Linked DNA regions of Mus musculus: region 2 is linked to region 1. A link is a contact called in public promoter capture Hi-C data. All regions are on one chromosome and are shown on one strand. Each heading gives the region's core, a stretch centred on a gene start, on an enhancer-like site or on the middle of the called end of the contact. The rest is flanking DNA. Distances are from core to core; before and after follow the strand shown. Region 1 has its middle 22 kb from the start of Ube2k. Region 2 overlaps Pds5a (PDS5 cohesin associated factor A).

What was found. Capture Hi-C pulls out chosen DNA fragments and counts their contacts.
Region 2: a contact with region 1 is called in a promoter capture Hi-C map of adipose tissue. The contact joins two enhancer-like sites. A contact is called at or near these places in 1 of 39 promoter capture datasets (liver), 1 of 115 datasets of contacts at active chromatin or transcription factors (embryonic stem cells) and 4 of 9 other capture datasets (adipose tissue, embryonic stem cells, liver and 1 more).

What each region holds. Positions count from the first base shown.
Region 1 is chr5:65,513,452-65,517,202 of GRCm38.p6, reverse strand. It overlaps a transcript of Smim14 not described here. Among named protein-coding and RNA genes, the nearest start is that of Ube2k, 22 kb to the left of the region's middle. Within about 2 kb of position 2,437, at least 102 of the 459 cell types and tissues checked have an H3K27ac peak or open chromatin away from gene starts, as enhancers often do. A contact at or near this core is called in adipose tissue, where this site is marked.
Region 2 is chr5:65,638,023-65,641,716 of GRCm38.p6, reverse strand. It overlaps Pds5a (PDS5 cohesin associated factor A), which reads left to right. Exons shown (of 33, transcript NM_001081321.3): 18 at 3,055-3,160. Among named protein-coding and RNA genes, the nearest start is that of Pds5a, 58 kb to the left of the region's middle. Within about 2 kb of position 2,231, at least 26 of the 459 cell types and tissues checked have an H3K27ac peak or open chromatin away from gene starts, as enhancers often do. A contact at or near this core is called in adipose tissue, where this site is marked.

The DNA.
Region 1 (3,751 bases), core at 1,188-3,687:
TGCCCCACATTCTTTCTGAATAGCCAGTCCAGATCTTAAATACCATGTGATCACTGCTGTGATATCCCACTCCTGGTACCAGTTTTCTGTGTTTACTAATTTTCTTTTTACAGTCATAGGATGCCCTATCAGTTTAAGGAAGGAAGGGCTCCTCTAGGGACCATTGCAAGAGCAACTCTACCTATGGACGTAGGACTCTGAGTCAGCAGTCACATCACATCTGCCACCAGGAAACCAGAGGGAAATGCCTGAGCTTTGCTGGCTTCTTCCTCTGTCCCCTTACTGTTCAGTGCTGGACTGTGGAATGGTGTAAGTCACCATTCCACACTCAGAGTTGGTAATTCTTTTTCTCTAAAACCCCCCTGGGAAAAAAAATCTTCACAGACATACCCAGAGATATGTTTCCCAGATTCTAAATCAAATCAAGTGGACAATGAAAATTAACCATCACAGACTATTGTCAGAAACCCACCAGTAAACTGAGGTTTCGTGACTTTTCCCTCTGAAATGGGGATAATCTTGTGCACATAAACATGGTGTAAATACAAAATATGGTTATAACACAAAAGGCACCATGTCTCTACAGAGGCAGAAAGTGACCAGAATACAAATTTCTTGATTCTGAAATTTCTCCTCTAGCCCAAGTTCTTTTTTTTTTCTTTTCCAAGCGTTTCCTTGCTGTCTGGAGAGTTTTTTTTTTTTTAAGATTTATTTATTTATTATATATATGTAAGTATACTGTAGCTGTCTTTAGACACCCCAGAAGAAGCACCAGATCTCATTACAGATGGTTGTGAGCCACCATGTGGTTGCTGGGATTTGAACTCACAACCTTCAGAAGAGCAGTCAGTGCTCTTAACCGCTGAGCCATCTCTCCAGCCCTCTAGCCCAATTTCTAATCAAGACTTTGAACAAAAGTACACCATGACAAATTTTAAAATGTACACTTCCACAATGCACTCAGCAATTCAAAGTGAATGAGAAAGGGAGGGGCACTGAGGTAGTACTGAAAAATGTGAAGTCAATAAAACAGGCATAGAAACCAGAAAGCTGCAAGAGGCAGTAAGGAGAAGCAGGCAGAGGGAAAAAAACAAGAGAAAACAAATGACTGGGGACTGATTTCTTTGCCACGGTCCTTGGCTGTGCTGTACCAAGAAACTCATTTATAAAGGGAGAAGACTAGAAATGCATCAGGATCGGTGAGGAAGGAAGACAAGAATGAGGGGTTGGGTTCCCATGGCTATGCAAAGCTGTTTTGATTGGTAGGAAGGAAGCAGTGACTGTGTCTGCGCACCTCCTCAGGGGAGACTCAGGGGTTGAAGGGATGCTGAAGGACGGTAAACTGAGCTGGCATGGGTTGTTTGATTTTAGTAACTTGATTGTCTAGACAGGGTTGACAGGGATGTGTTTCGGGATGGCTTTGAACTTCCATGGTAAAGGACAACCTGATCCTCCTGCCTTTATCTCCCAAGATCTAAGATTACAACACTGTGCCACCACAGTCTATTGTCCCACCACATCTAGTGCTTGGTGGGCTTTTTGTTATTGTATTTAGTGTGTGCATGCACACACCACTGCATCCCAGCACATATGGGGTTTTGGGAGTTGGGTGTCTCCCTCCATCATAGGGATCCCAGAAATCGAACTCAGATTCTCCGGGATGTCAGAAAGCACTTTTATCCACAGAGCAGTTCGGTGACCCAAGTGATGCATTTTTATTTGTTTAATTGTTGTTTGATTTTTTTTTCTAGTGGGTGTAAGGGGTGTCTGTGTGACCATATATGGGTGTGAATGGGCAGATGTCCACAGTGGCCAGAAGAAGAGCTTGGATTGTCTGAAAGAGCAGCAGGTGTCCAAACTTTGAGCTATCTCTCCAGTCCACTTGATGCACATTTTAAAAAGGTGCTTCTCTCTCTCTCTCTCTCTCTCACACACACACACACACACACACACACACACACACACACACACACACACACACACACTCGGGGAGCCAGAGAGCTGTTTAGGATATGATTTAAGTTTCAGGAAGCGTCCTGTGGTTGACATCTGTTCATCGGTTACTCTTTGTTAATCACCTTGGGAAGGAAACAGGATCTGAAAGTCACTGACGTGTCCAAAGCAAATACAATATGTTTGGTGTGTAGCTGTGTCTCAGAATATGGAGAGAGTCATAGTTGGGGGTCTTGGGAAAGTATGTGAACTGTGTCACAAAGATCAAATATTCCAACTAGATGATGGAGCATTGCACTGGAGGTTGAACCATCTGGGCAGAACAGTTCCTCAATAACCAGTCTTCTGTCAAACTGACATTTCAGACAATCAAGTCCTACTTCCTTTTCAAAGACTTATTTAAAAAGTGTCTTTGTGTACAGTAGGGGAGAGGAGGCTCCTGAGTGTGCCACAGCCCATTTCCTGCTGAGCCAGTTCTACTCCTTGCCTGTGCAATGAGTGACACAGAAGACCAGTAGGTGCTGACGATTGAGCCAAGCATGTAGGCTACCAGCCTCTTCCACTCTCTCCAGCTCTCACCTTTTATTTCCACATAGTACAGGCTAGACTTGAGCTCATGATCTTCTGCCTAAAGCCTTTGAGATTTATTTTTTAAATCTTTTTTTTTTTTGAGTCCTCTTTCTCATCCCTTATTAGGAGGAAGGAGAGATCCAAGGAATACAATTTGAAGCTAGTGTCCATCTGAGTTCATGGGGAATTCCCATCGCCAGTTAGTTATTCTGTAATGGCCTCAAGCACTTTGCAGGGACAGAAGAAAAATCATAAGGAACCTATTAACTGAACAGGGTCCTCATGATGACTAAGAACACATTGTTCAGTGTGAACTTAGTGTCTGATGTCTTTTTAAAAAGTCATTAAAGCGAGTCCTTGTGAAGTAGATTTATATATGACTATTAGTGTAACTGCATACAGAGTTAAAGTCCAGAATGCCAGAATGTTACTAGAGACCAGAGGTTTTTAGACCTTTTAGACTTTTGCAGAAATTTTCTTTCTTTCTTTTTGGTAAATGGGGCATTTGTTTTGTTTGGAAGTTTGCTTGAGACGGGGGTTTTACTAATATAGCACTGGCTGGCCTGAAGCTGGCTACGTGTAGACCAGGCTGGCCTTCAACTCACCAAGATTTGTCTGCCTCAGCTTCACAGATGATGGGATATGTGCTACCATGCCCAGCTTAAAAATGGTTTTTGTTAGCATATATGGTGAAAAATTCTTAAGAAGTCTCTCTCCAAGAGCAACAGATTAAAATTAAGAACACAGTCAACTTCAGTGATGTGTACTGGCTTTTCTCCACTCTTAGAGGTTCTGTTCTGAAAACCACAGGACCTCCACTAGGGCTGATTGAGAAGACCCAAAGGAAAAGGATGCCCACGGACAGGAGAGTTGTACATCTGAGTGCGGTGAACTAGATAGAGGCTGGCTGTTGTAGGACAGGATCATGGCCAGGAGCACAGTGCTTCATGGGTGTAATAAAGGGAGGTCCCAAAGGACTGGCAATGAACTCTTGCTGGCTTCCCTTCAGGAATGCAAAGTGAAGTTCAAACTAGCAGTTAGGTTAACCCTTGCCTCGTCTCTATTATATTTCCCATTTGTAAATAATTGTCTGATGCCCTCTTCTAACCTTTGGGGACACCTGGCAGGCACATGGTGTATCATATAGACAAAAGACTCATACATATGTGTGTGTGTGTGTGTGTGTGTGTGTGTGTGTGTGTGTGTGTGTGTGTGTGTATGCTGGAGA
Region 2 (3,694 bases), core at 982-3,481, 120 kb before region 1:
AAAAACAGAGCCTGGTAGATCTCTGTTACTTTAGGGCTAACCTGATCTACATGATGAGTTCCAGGATAGTTGGGGCTTATTTACACCCTGTTTCAGAAAATATACAAAAGAAAAGATTATCACAAAATTATGTGATCATTGTGATAATGGTTGAAACTCAGGAATGAACTAAATTAGAGTGGACAGAGGTAAGGAGAAAGAACTGAATACTGAGGCTACAATGATGACATGAATTATGAAAAGTATTTTTTTAACAAGGAATGGCAACACTTAGAAAATTATGAATGAATTATATAAGGTGTGAAGTTTAGCGTAGCATGATGGCTGAGCACATAAAAGTACATGCCTCCAACCCTATCTGTAATTGGAGTGGGATTCCCAGAATCCACATGGCTGAAGAAGAGAACTGGGTCCTCTTTCCTCGTGCTGATGAAGATGATATGGTCTTCCTCCCTTCCTTCCTGAGATGGCTTCTCTGAATAGGCATGTCTGTCCTGGCACTCACTATGTAGACTCTCCGGGCTGGCCTCTAACTCACAGAGATCTGCCTCTTTCTCCTGTGGTTAAAGGTCAGCACTATCATACCAGGTTTTGAGCATGTATTGTCCTTGCAGGGGACACATGTTCAGTTCCTAGTACTCATATTAGGCAGCTGATAATTAATCATCTGTATCTCTTTCTCTAGGACATTTAATGCCATCTTCTGCCCTTTGTAGGCACCACATATGCACACAAAAAATAAAAAGCAAATCTTTAAAGAAAATGAGAAAAGAAACTAAATGGTGGAGGCCTCACGGGATACCTGGAAGTTAAATAAATGCTAACAGCTAGCTCAGGAAAGAAGGGGAGAGTGCCATGGCCCGTGCAGTTTCTCTCTGATACTTTAGAGAGGTGACTCTAGGGCTTTGTTGATGACAAAGACTCGGGACTTGCTCCCCCGCACGACCATCACCATGCTACACAAAAACAAACGGTAGAATTTGCGCACAGAAGACTGTAGAGCCCTGGTCCCCCTCAGCTACACTGACATTTGAGAAATCAGAGGTATAAATATTTTTTCATAATTCTAGTTGCTTTAGGAGATAGGTTGGAATGTGAGACAATAAACACAGACTCCTTTAAGTAAAAGAAGATGAAGTTATCTTGAACCAAGTGACATCAGTGCTAGGAACCAAACCTTGATTGTCTGCAGGTGTGGTAGTTAGTATGTGGTACCACTCACTGAGCCACCTCCACACCCTAATGATTTTATTTTATTTTTTGCAGTTCATGCTGGCTTCTTGAACTTGTATTTTTCTTCCTTCATCTTCCCAACTGCTAATATTCAATTGTCTATTACACAATTCAGGTTCATTCTGTTTTGTTTTGTTTTGTTTTTTAAATATCCTTTATGGTAACAAATGTCTGTGGTCCAGCTCTTAACACATAGTCATTATTATCCTCTGCTACACATTGAGTGTAAAGCCAGCCAGGCTATGTAAGACCGTCTCAGCAACAAGTTTCTTGATTTTCACAAGTATATGTTAAACCCTCCTCAGATTGATGATCAGTAAGAGTTAATTAAAAGAGAGTCTAGAGGCTGGAGAGATGGTTCAGTGGTTAAGAGCACCGTCTGCTCTTCCAGAGGTCCTGAGTTCAATTCCCAGCAACCATATGATGGCTCACAACCATCTGTAATGAGATCTGATGCCCTCTTCTGGTGTGCCTGAAGACAGTGTACTTACATACATAAAATAAATAAATCTTAAAAAATCTTATTAAAATCTTTAAAAAAAAGAGAGAGTCTAGACAATATACAGAGAGACTCTTTCCTCTAAACAAGTCATGATAATTTGATTGAAGCAATAATGTCAACAAAGGAGAAAAAATTTCTCACCCTGCCTTTCACACCCACATACTTGTCTCACTCTGTTTTTTGAGACAGTATCTTGCTGTATCTAGCTGTCTTGGTATTGCTATGTATCCACACTGGCCTTGAACTCATGACAGTCCTTCCACTTTAGCCTTAATTTTATCAGAATTACAGGTGAGCACCACCACACCCAGTTGTGTGGCATCGAGGATCAAACCCAGAGTTTGACAAGCTAGGCAGCCCTTCTGCCTACAAACTACACTCCCAGTCTCATATCTGTTTTTGTTTTAAATGCTATGCCTTTAGCCAGAGGAGGTAAGTAGAGCCCTGTAATTGTAGTCCTGTGCAGTCCTCCCACCCTGACTGAGTTAGGCAGATCTGACTCCTCAGGGAGTCAGCTGAGGGTACAGCTGAGGCCTTGTCTGAGAAACAAACCATCTGATCTGTTAGGTAGTTGGATCTTATTGATCATGTAATGTTCTGTGGTATTAAATAATTGACAGTACACAGTTTCCAATTGCATGTTTGTAAATATGCTTTTTTTTGATAATTGGTTCTGTTAGTAATTTCTTAGTATGGAATTACTGATTCTATAAATTTCCTAGTGTAATTAATGCTACTTTCCCTGCATATGTTCACTGCTATGTGTTTGCATTACACTTACTCATTGTGAGTATGCACATGCATGTGTTCCGCATACTTTGAGGTCAATGAATAATGTTAGGAATCCTTGCCTCCTATCATGTGGGTTCCAGGACTCACATGCAGTGCATCAAGATTGACAGCAAGCACTTTTACCCACTGAGTCATCTTACTTGGCTTCTACTCTGTGAATTTTGTTCTGAATGGCCATTTGCCCAATCTTCAACTATTTTTATATTGTTTTTATTAAAATATATTACAATCACTTTATATGTGAAAAGTTTCTATGTGTAAATATTGGAAGAACTAATATTAATATTACAGTATATTATTTAACTGGCTTATTTATCAGTCAGATTCTTATTACTATAACACATTAAGTTTTTTGGAAAGGGTAACATAACCGTAAGCTCTCCTATGGTGTTGTCCACACTGATCCTCAGGCTACAGACGTTGTCTTTGACCATAGTCTTTTTACACTCTCTGTTTATCATATTATAGTTGGGATACATTACACTAGTTTCAGTAGTCTTACTAACCTGCGTTTCCTCACTTACTAGTGCACTGGTAAAACTGATGAATAAGTCAATCGAAGGGACGGCCGATGATGAAGAGGAGGGTGTCAGTCCAGACTCAGCCATCCGCTCAGGACTTGAGCTTCTTAAGGTATTTCTTCTTGGTAATTTTATCTCCATTAACTTCCAAAAATAAATAAGGGCGTTCCCTTTAGGGTGTACATGAGGGGGATTATTTTAAGTTAGATTATTCAAAAGATTAGTTTTTTTGGTTTATCTTTTTTTTGTTTGGTTGGTTTGGTTTGTTTTGGTTTTGTTTTTTTGAGACAGGGTTTCTCTGTATAGTCCTGGCTGTTCTGGAACTCACTTTATAGACCAGGCTGGCCTCGAACTCAGAAATCCGCCTGCCTCTGCCTCCCGAGTGCTGGGATTAAAGGCGTGCACCACCACGCCCGGCACGTGTTGTTTTTTTAAAAACAAGAATCTCATTCTATAGCCTAGACTGGCATGAAAGTCTCATCTATCCATCTGCCTCGTAGCCTGCCACATACTGTGATTACAGATGCCTGGTAACATGTTTGTAAACTATCTTGGGAAAGAGACTGGAACGTACCCCTCAGGATTCTTGTTAAAGTCTCTGAGTAAAAGTAACTGTAGTTGGGGCTAAATGATGTAATTTATATTC